Regions from separate parts of the Triticum aestivum genome. Here region 1 is linked to region 2. The links are chromatin contacts, called in public Hi-C maps. All regions are on one chromosome and are shown on one strand. Each heading gives the region's core, a stretch centred on a gene start, on an enhancer-like site or on the middle of the called end of the contact. The rest is flanking DNA. Distances are from core to core; before and after follow the strand shown. Region 1 holds the start of LOC123190261 (60S ribosomal protein L7-2). Region 2 holds the start of LOC123190260 (mannosyl-oligosaccharide 1,2-alpha-mannosidase MNS1).

Region 1 (4,106 bases), core at 926-3,425, 540 kb before region 2:
ACTTTTTTCAAACTTGATGAACTTTTTTCAAATCCAATCAACTTTTTTCAGATTCGGTGAACTTTTTTCGAAATTGATGAACTATTTCCGAAATCAATGAACCTTTTTTCAAATCCAATGAACTTTTTTCAAATTGTATGAATTTTTTAATATTGCACAAACTTTTTTCATATTTGATGATTTTTTTAAATTGCATGAACTTTTTATAAAAAAATGAATTGTTCTTCAAAATTCGTGAACATTTTTTATTTCACAAACGTTTTCATATTATGAAAGTTATTCTTTCGTTTTTCATAATAGTATATGTTACTCGCAAAAGGAAAAGGGTCAATATATTAACTAAAGTAAGTTCAAATAACGCTACTTCCAAATGTTAGACAACTAAATGAGGTCGACCTAGTGGTTACCGACTATGGTTTCCATGGTCGTGTTCGCGGTTCGAAACCTGCTAGTCACAAATATAAACAATTTGTCTTTTTGTTTTCTTATCTTTTGCATTTCGCTGTGCTTCAGTGCAAGTTAATGGGCCGGCTCACTACAGGTCCCTGCGAGCGCCAACTAGCTTAAGGGGCGCTGAGGGCGCCAAACAGGAGCTCCCCTCTTCAACCTCCCATTGGTCGAAGAGTGTCCCAACCGGGCCGAAAAGGACTCTTTGGTCTGCCGTAGGCCGAAGAGCACTTTTTGGTCATGATCCTTGGGCCCCAACTTTTCGCGTTAACGGGAGGCCGAAACTACATGGTTGCGCTCTTCCTATGGTAGGCCTTGGGCCCCAAAGGGTATTCTTCGGCCTACGGTTGACAAAAAGTCTTTTTCGACCCAGTTGGGGTACTCTTTAGCCAATGAGAGGCTGAAGAGCCCACTTCGGTCAACCGCAGACCGAAGAGTCTCTCTTCGGCCAACTGGAGACCGACAGGACGCTAGTTTTGATTTTCTTGCGTGAGGACGTATAGATTCTGAATTTGCTATAAAAACCATCACAGTTTTGAAAAAAAAATCTACCTTACAAACTGAAAAGTTTAATTGCAGTGATGCACCCTGCAAACATGACTAACTAGTGGAGCATTTGTTTTTTTTTCCTTTAGAAAATTGAAGTTGTGCAAGATTGAGATATACATGTATTCTGTATACTGCGTTGTATGTATTGTACACGAGGTAGTCCACCTCTCCTAGAATATAGGATCTGTAGCGTGTGCGTGGGTATTCCCTCGTCTGTTCTGCTCCCTATATGTAGGGTCAGTTCTTTTAGGCAATTCTATCAGAATCACCCCTCTCCTCAGCTTCTCCTAGAATCACTCCATATATTTTTTTTACAATCCTAGCTAATTAGACCTTAACTAGATAGGATTGTAAAAAAAAATAAAGTGATGATTCTGGGAGAAGCTGGGGAGGGGGGTGATTCTGGGAGAATCGCCGAAAAGAACTGGCCCGTAATCCTCCTGGACAACTGAGTACAGATGAGGTTTACTGCGTACCTATGTGCAGCAATACAGTATGCACCTAATTTTAGATGAAAAATCTACAGGTAAAATTTGTTTTCCATATACTGACATCTCCGCTTCAAGCAGAGCAAACCCGCTTGGAGCTAGTGGTACCCACAGGATTTTTTTTTTTTTGCTAATGTTTTCTGCCTACCAACTTTTGTGGCATGTCCAACATATGAAGAAACTAACTTCACTATCGAGGATCAAATATTAACAAGTGTTTTCAGCAAAACTCGAAGAATACAGTGACACCCAGTGAACATACGTTTTATGAGGGATAGTGAATTCAAATTTATCAACTGGCCAAACTTATGTATGTATTTAACTTTTAAATCCATCTTGGTCCAAATATGAACCTCACTGTAACTATACAGGTCTAAACAAACACATTCTTAAAATCTGTCTCATTTCATCTATATATGGGAATATTTTTCATGCTCCAGATCACATCTATTTCCCAAATGAATTATAAAATGTTAATTAAACTCGGAATATCAATTTCTTCCCGTACCAAAAATGTTTCTCGCACGTCACCACCAAGATCTGACCCCACCACCAAGTGCAAAAAGTGGAGTATTAGTCGTGCAAAGCTCAGAAATCACCCAAAACGAATTAAACGTTCACCTGATTGATTTGTGATAGACGATTGATGCCCTCGATGGTGCACGCAGGAAGAATTGCAGGAGGTCCTTGATGGCCCAGTCATACGACGACAAGAACGTTAATGATGACACCTTCTGCATCGCGATAGGAATGACGTTCGACGACTGGACTTGGAGGGCGTCGGTGGTGGGTGGTTGTCGGAGTGGGTGCTGCGGACGGAGCTGAAGCCAACGCAGATGTTGTTGGCGATGTGGCGGCGGAGGTTGTCGAAGAGTATGCCCTAGACTTGGATGGAGTTGCCGCAGCCGCGACAGAAGAGCGCCCTGGCCTCCGGGCAGAAAATGAAGGCAGCAAAGACACGCGTGTGCCCGGAGGAAGCCGCAACTCCTCCTTGCGCGTCCCCCACCGTGGTTCACGTGCGTGGTGGTGGCAGACGACTCGCGAGTCCCCATAGGAGATGATAATTAGTTTCCTAAATAGATGCACTCGTGGTCTGTTTTCTAATAGAATGTGCATGTGATTAGTTTCCTAATTGACCAGGGGTGGAGTTTCATATTTCCCTTAACGGTGGGGTACGGTCAGTTAATGTAAATTGCTAAGTGCAAAGATAGAACGAATTAGGCTAAGTCCAGATGTTAGATTGAGTTTAGTGTGCATACTCATGCGATAGCAATTCATCTCTGGCTAGAGAAAACAATGTTTTATAAGTATAGAGATAAATGCTTCAACCACTAGGTATGTTGATCCAGGACACTGAATCTTAGGGGCATGTGCATGAAAATTCTCCGGCTGTCATCAACAATGTCAAGTCAACTCCGGTAGGGTAGTGGCGACAACGACGCGTTGACGGCTTGTTTTGGTGTCTGTAGTAATTTTTATTATATTTAAGATGCTTTGTACTTGTGATAAACTTTTATATTACTTTAGCGAATTATGGAAACCTTTCAAAGCAACTCGCTTTAATGGTTACTATTTTACAAAATGCATCGTAGAACATCCCCATGTGCATTCAAATGAACTTTCGTTTGTGCCTGCAAAAATCATCAATTTGTTTTGCTCTTCTTTTTTGAGAATATTTGATTCTTTTTTGTACATATTGCGTTCATTTTTTTAGGGGTTGCATTCAAATGGTTCAAATCCAAGTACTCCCTCGAACTACCAAAACAACTTATATTTAGGATCGTAGGAAGTATACTATATTGCAAAAACATTGGTTACACCGACGTCGGAAGTCGTCTCAGCGGCGAAGTCGAAATCTGCCTTCATAGGCTAACAAAAGTTACTCCCTGTGTAAGTAGTTATCTAAACACTTATATATATTTTTTTATGAAGGGAGTGCAGGTTTAGTTTTTTCTGGGTTTCCTCCCCAGTCGCTCAAAGTACTGGAAAACCCATTCGCTCGCTCTTCATCATCATCAAGTGGAAAAAAGAACAATTTTTTTTTGAGAAATAAGAACAAAATATTTGGTAACAACTGCAAACGAAACAGGGGCCCAAAGCCCACAAAAGCCCGTATGCCATTACCCGGGCCCTGCATACCCCATCTCCATCCACGTGCACATCAAGCCACTCGCGACCGTCGGATCCGCCTCCCGAACCCTAGCAAGCCAAACCCCTGCTACTTAATCCGCGCACTCAACCCCGTCACCGCCGCCGCCTCTCCCCATACCCTCGCCGTCTCCTCTCCCACGAAGCGCAGCTCGTCGAGGTAAGCACCGGTTGCCCGAACCCGCCGCCGTCCCCTCCCCTTCTCGATCTAAGCCTGAAGGATCCGTTGTTGACTGCGTCCGCGCAGATGGCCTCCGAGGCGGCGAAGGTGCCGGTGCCGGAGTCGGTGAACTTCAAGAGGAAGAGGGGAGAGGTCTGGGCCGCCGCGAAGAAGCAGAAGGTCGCCGACGAGAAGAAGAAGGACGCGGAGAACACCAAGGTCATCTACGCCCGCGCCAAGCAGTACGCCGGGGAGTATGAGGCTCAGGTCAGATCGCCGCCCATCTCTCGCTCGATCCAATGTCCCTTGCTCGC
Region 2 (4,436 bases), core at 1,870-4,369:
ATCTAATACATTAATAAAATATTAGTCTTTTATTGCATGGATAGAACAGATGAAAGCCATGAAACCAATAGACTGCCCAACAAAAAGATAGTCAAGAAGACCCTTCGGATTATCCTGTAACATAGAGGGAATATATGGACAAAATACATAAATGCCCAATAAGCCTTGTAATAGCCATGCACCTAGACAAGCCCCCTTGACCACCCCTGAGGGCCATGAGAACTATGGAATTGCTAGAATCATATCCTATTAATTGGATTAGTCCAATGCATGTTTTTACATTAGGAAGTTCAAGGTAACATAGCCTAATTAGTTAAATGCATATCTTTATCTCCAGTGGACCAGATAGAAACTGTCTTAAAAGATTGGTAGCTTTAGATATCCTTGTTGGGTGGCCAGCTATACAAGCAGTGTTGTTATCTCTTGGCACCTCCTTATGGTGTGCCTTCCATCAACAGGCCGACAAGCCACTCGATACCAAGGTCATCCAATTCGAGTATATAATGAGCTTCATTTTCAAATTAGGGAATTCATATCTATACATCATGTAATAATAAAAGGAGATGACGGCACAGCTTCGTGTACAGAACTGAACTTTCATAAAAGCAAACTAAAATCAAATGCTAATTTTGGTAATAGATGAAACGAAAGAACCAGCTGCAGCATTTTGAAATCTCTGCATGGTTCAATACAAGTGGAACTCACTCTCTGGCCTTCTGAAACTCATCTCTTAGGCCCATTATATACAGTGTATCTAGCGAGTCCACAAGAGTTGCCCCGAGACCACCAAAGCTATTAACACCATTCTTTGATTGCGGCTGAAAAGGTGAAGAACGAAAACATTGTGGAGTTTTTCAAGACAAATTGAAAATGAAAACAAATTATAGAGCAGAATTACTAAAATACCTGAAGCTCATCCATTCCCCATGCATACTTTACATAGGAATTCCAGGCATGGAGCATAGCATCCTTAACCTTTTCCCTCCTTTCATTATTAATAGGATCAATCTCTACAAGATCTTTTCTGGGAATTTCAGTTGCTGGATTTTCCTCCAGTTGAACACCAGCCTTCCTTAACTACATAGACAGAAAATGCGCTAAATTTTCAAAGGAAAAAGAATAATGTTGATTAAAAGGAAGAAAGAAAGTAAACCAGCATGGAAGTTACAAATATTGCAATAGTACATACCTGACCATGCAACTGATTTATTTCATTTTGTAATTGGGAAATCTCAGACTGCAACACAGGAAAACAGAAATTAGATTAATACAGTAAATAAGGTTGAAAAACAAGCAATGAATAATGAAATATAAAATGACAGTCGATGCCTTTCTTCAAAAAAAAAAAAAAGAAGCTGAACTGCATGTCTACGGAGTACAGATGGTACCAATTAAATGAAGCGGCAAGAACACATTTATCAAGTGCATCCCAAAACCTCATCCTTATTCATTCACATTTAGCAGCCATAGTTATCATGCCAACAAGCACAATTCAACTTGGCCACATGCTGCTTTTGGATAGCGCTAATTATAGTGATGCTCAGGTTCTTAAGCTTTACATTTGACAAGGAACTCAAGTGATATAGGAATGTAAGAGGTATATGCATATTTAAGAAAGATTTATATTAGTCGAATTAAATCAAATAATATGTCACAACAGCCATACACACGCAACGCCCAACTATACCTACTGATCACAGTAACAGTGGCAATGAACTACAATAATCTAATGCCACACTATACCTTGCCATCCGTGATGACGTCAAATACATGAGCCGTTACGAAAATTTCTTGACTGAATACTATACCTTCATTCACTCTCACACAAGAAGGGCACTACAATAGAGAAAAGACCAAATAAATAGCATTTCTAACTAGCAGATGGGATATCAACCTTACATCCAATTCAGATTTCACTCATCCGATTACTGAGAACTGGATCAACTTAACTAGCATATCTAACAAACGGTAGTATAAATAGTACAGCTCACGTGTCGCATACTCGCATCCACCAAATTATTTAATTACTCATAACAAGTCCCAATGAACATTTGTATCTTGCCAAGCTTAAACCAATATGAGTCTCTATATGACTATACTAACATAATAGGGCAATCAGAGTTACAGTCACTCCTCAGAATACAACAGCTATTCAATGAACAGTTTCACTACAAACCACAATCATAAAGTTGCATGTGCCATGTATAATAATGTTCCAACTAGTATTATGTTCTCCAAATCTACACCATGTAGTAATTGAGAAACATGGCAAGGTCTGGATTATTTCCCCGGATTAACTAAAACAGTTAAGGTCTCCCCGCCTGAGAAAATTCTAAGCTGCTAAAGTACCTCACTGTACCCATATTCATCCCACTAATTCTAGGATTGTAAAGACATACAATTCTTCGCCAAATTTACAGTCAAAGCTGGAAAGAAATCTAAACTAATACCAATAATCGTTACACACGTATAGTTGAGCTATAGCCTAGTGGCCCCTCATAAGATCCACTCGCTCAAAAGATCAAATCTCAGACAAAAGCGTCAAGATTCAACCGGACTGCCAGATCCTCGGCACAATCTCTCCCAAATGAACCCCAGATAGGCAGACAAGCCTAAACCCATTTATCCCGACGGCTCAAACCACAAGTCATCGCTAAACCCAGATCCAGCGCCCAACCAGCGCCGCGACGAATTCGAAGCTACTTGGCCGCAAGAACCAAATTCAATCAGATCCCCGCGGTTCCGACCCGGATCAGGGGAGAATTCTCCAGGGGCGAGACGGGGGGAGCGCACCTCGTACTCGCTGACGAGCGATTGGCGGTCCCAGAAGGCGAAGGTGGCGGCGACGAAGACGAAGAAGAGGAGCGCGAGGCGCTTGGGCCGCTTGAGGTAGTAGGCGGGGTTGAGGTACCGCCACGCCCCGGACGAGGAGGAGGACGACGACCGGCGAGCCATGGCGGAGGCCGCCTAGGGCGCTCCGGCGAGGAGGTCGTGGGGACCGAAGCTCGTCGCCGTCTCCCTCCGGTGACGTCGCCGGGGCCGCGCGCGTGTGCGTGCGGGTCGGTCGTGCTGTCCCCGCGTGGATGTGTGTGTTTCAGTGTTTACTCTGTCCGTCAGTGTTTGACAGTTTGAGGGTCTCGGCGGTCATCGCTCAATGTGGGCCCTACTCTACTTCCGGTAAATAACCACTTCAATCGAGAAAAATCGAGAAACAAAAAAGACAAAGCCCCCGAGCGCTCACAGCGATTTCGCACATCCGGCCGTTCATCTCGATTTTTGATGCGTTTTGGACCGTTCGATCTAACCTCCAGACAATCTGGACCGCCGGATCAAAACTGGATGCTTTAGCAATGAATAGTTCCTCTCGTTCGTGCCACTGCCTGTAAATTCAGTGCCCCGCCAAAGGTATTTCCGTCATTTCACATGGTTGGAAAAATATCCAATAACGACATGGGTGTGACCTAGCACTCCCGCACTCGCGCTCGCACTCTTCCTGTCGCGCCGCCGCCTCCGCTTGCCCTCACGCCCTTGTCTCGCCGCCTCCGCTCGCCCTTGCGTCGGCGCGTCTTCTCCTTGCGTGTGCGTGCTCGTCCCCTTTGCTCCTGCTTCCCCACCATTGCCCCGGCGCCTTCACCGGCTGTCGCGGATCCAGTACGAGGCAGGGAAGGACGTCGTCGCCCTGTCGCTTATGGCGGCACCCGGGTCGGGCTTGGGTTGTGCAGAAGGTCAGCACCTGCGGGCAAAAGCAGTGGGGTCTCCATGGAGGAAGGCTCGTTGTCCTGAGAAGTAGGAGTAAGGAGGTCGTGCTGCGGCGAATGGGGGCGAGGTCGGCCATGGAGGGAGGCTCGCCGACCGGAGCACCAGGAGCAACGAGGTTGAGGTGGTTCAGGTTTGCCTCTATCTTCTCCCCCTCTCCCTCTGTCCCCTCTCTTATTACCCCCTTTGTCTCGTCGATGAGGGCATCGGTGCACTGGGAGGAGTGGATCACTTCGCCCTCGGCTTTGTTGTCCCAAATGCTCATTCGCTACTCCCACTCCCAACGCCTCTCCCTTCCCTTGCTGTGGTTTTTTGTCTCATTGGTTTCTTTGATGGCTTTGATGCAGAGCTCAGATTCGAGGACGAGGCCATACTCATGCAGTCGATTAAGGTGACGTTTTCCATGGATTCTATATGTTTACTAGGATCTTTGAGTGACGGTGCTTAAAGGAGGTTTTAGAAACAAAATCACGTTTGGACTAAATACCTGGGCACATATTCCCGAGTCTATTTAGTTGTCTCAGTAAGTCATTTGGTAAATTGTTCCTTTGTATTCATTATAGTTTGTCTGCAAGTGATGATGAGTAGAAGGCTCTGAACTTTGTTGGAAGTCAGCATACATCTATATATTTACATGAAAAAATGTGATATTTTGTTTGGGCATTGTCCTGATTTAGTCA

Evidence for each region. Hi-C and Micro-C count contacts between places; a contact is called where the count stands out from the background.
Region 1: a Hi-C map of leaf shows a contact between it and region 2, with 6 times the contacts expected there. The contact joins the promoter of LOC123190261 here to the promoter of LOC123190260 in region 2. A contact is called at or near these places in 3 of 5 Hi-C or Micro-C datasets (all in leaf).

The regions. Positions count from the first base shown.
Region 1 is chr2A:689,315,039-689,319,144 of IWGSC CS RefSeq v2.1, reverse strand. It overlaps LOC123190261 (60S ribosomal protein L7-2), which reads left to right and starts at 2,175. Exons shown (of 9, transcript XM_044602872.1): 1 at 2,175-2,270; 2 at 2,625-2,661; 3 at 3,199-3,374; 4 at 3,880-4,059. The coding sequence starts at 2,175.
Region 2 is chr2A:688,779,641-688,784,076 of IWGSC CS RefSeq v2.1, reverse strand. It overlaps LOC123190260 (mannosyl-oligosaccharide 1,2-alpha-mannosidase MNS1), which reads right to left and starts at 3,119. Exons shown (of 14, transcript XM_044602871.1): 1 at 2,794-3,119; 2 at 1,190-1,237; 3 at 907-1,077; 4 at 706-818. The coding sequence starts at 2,955.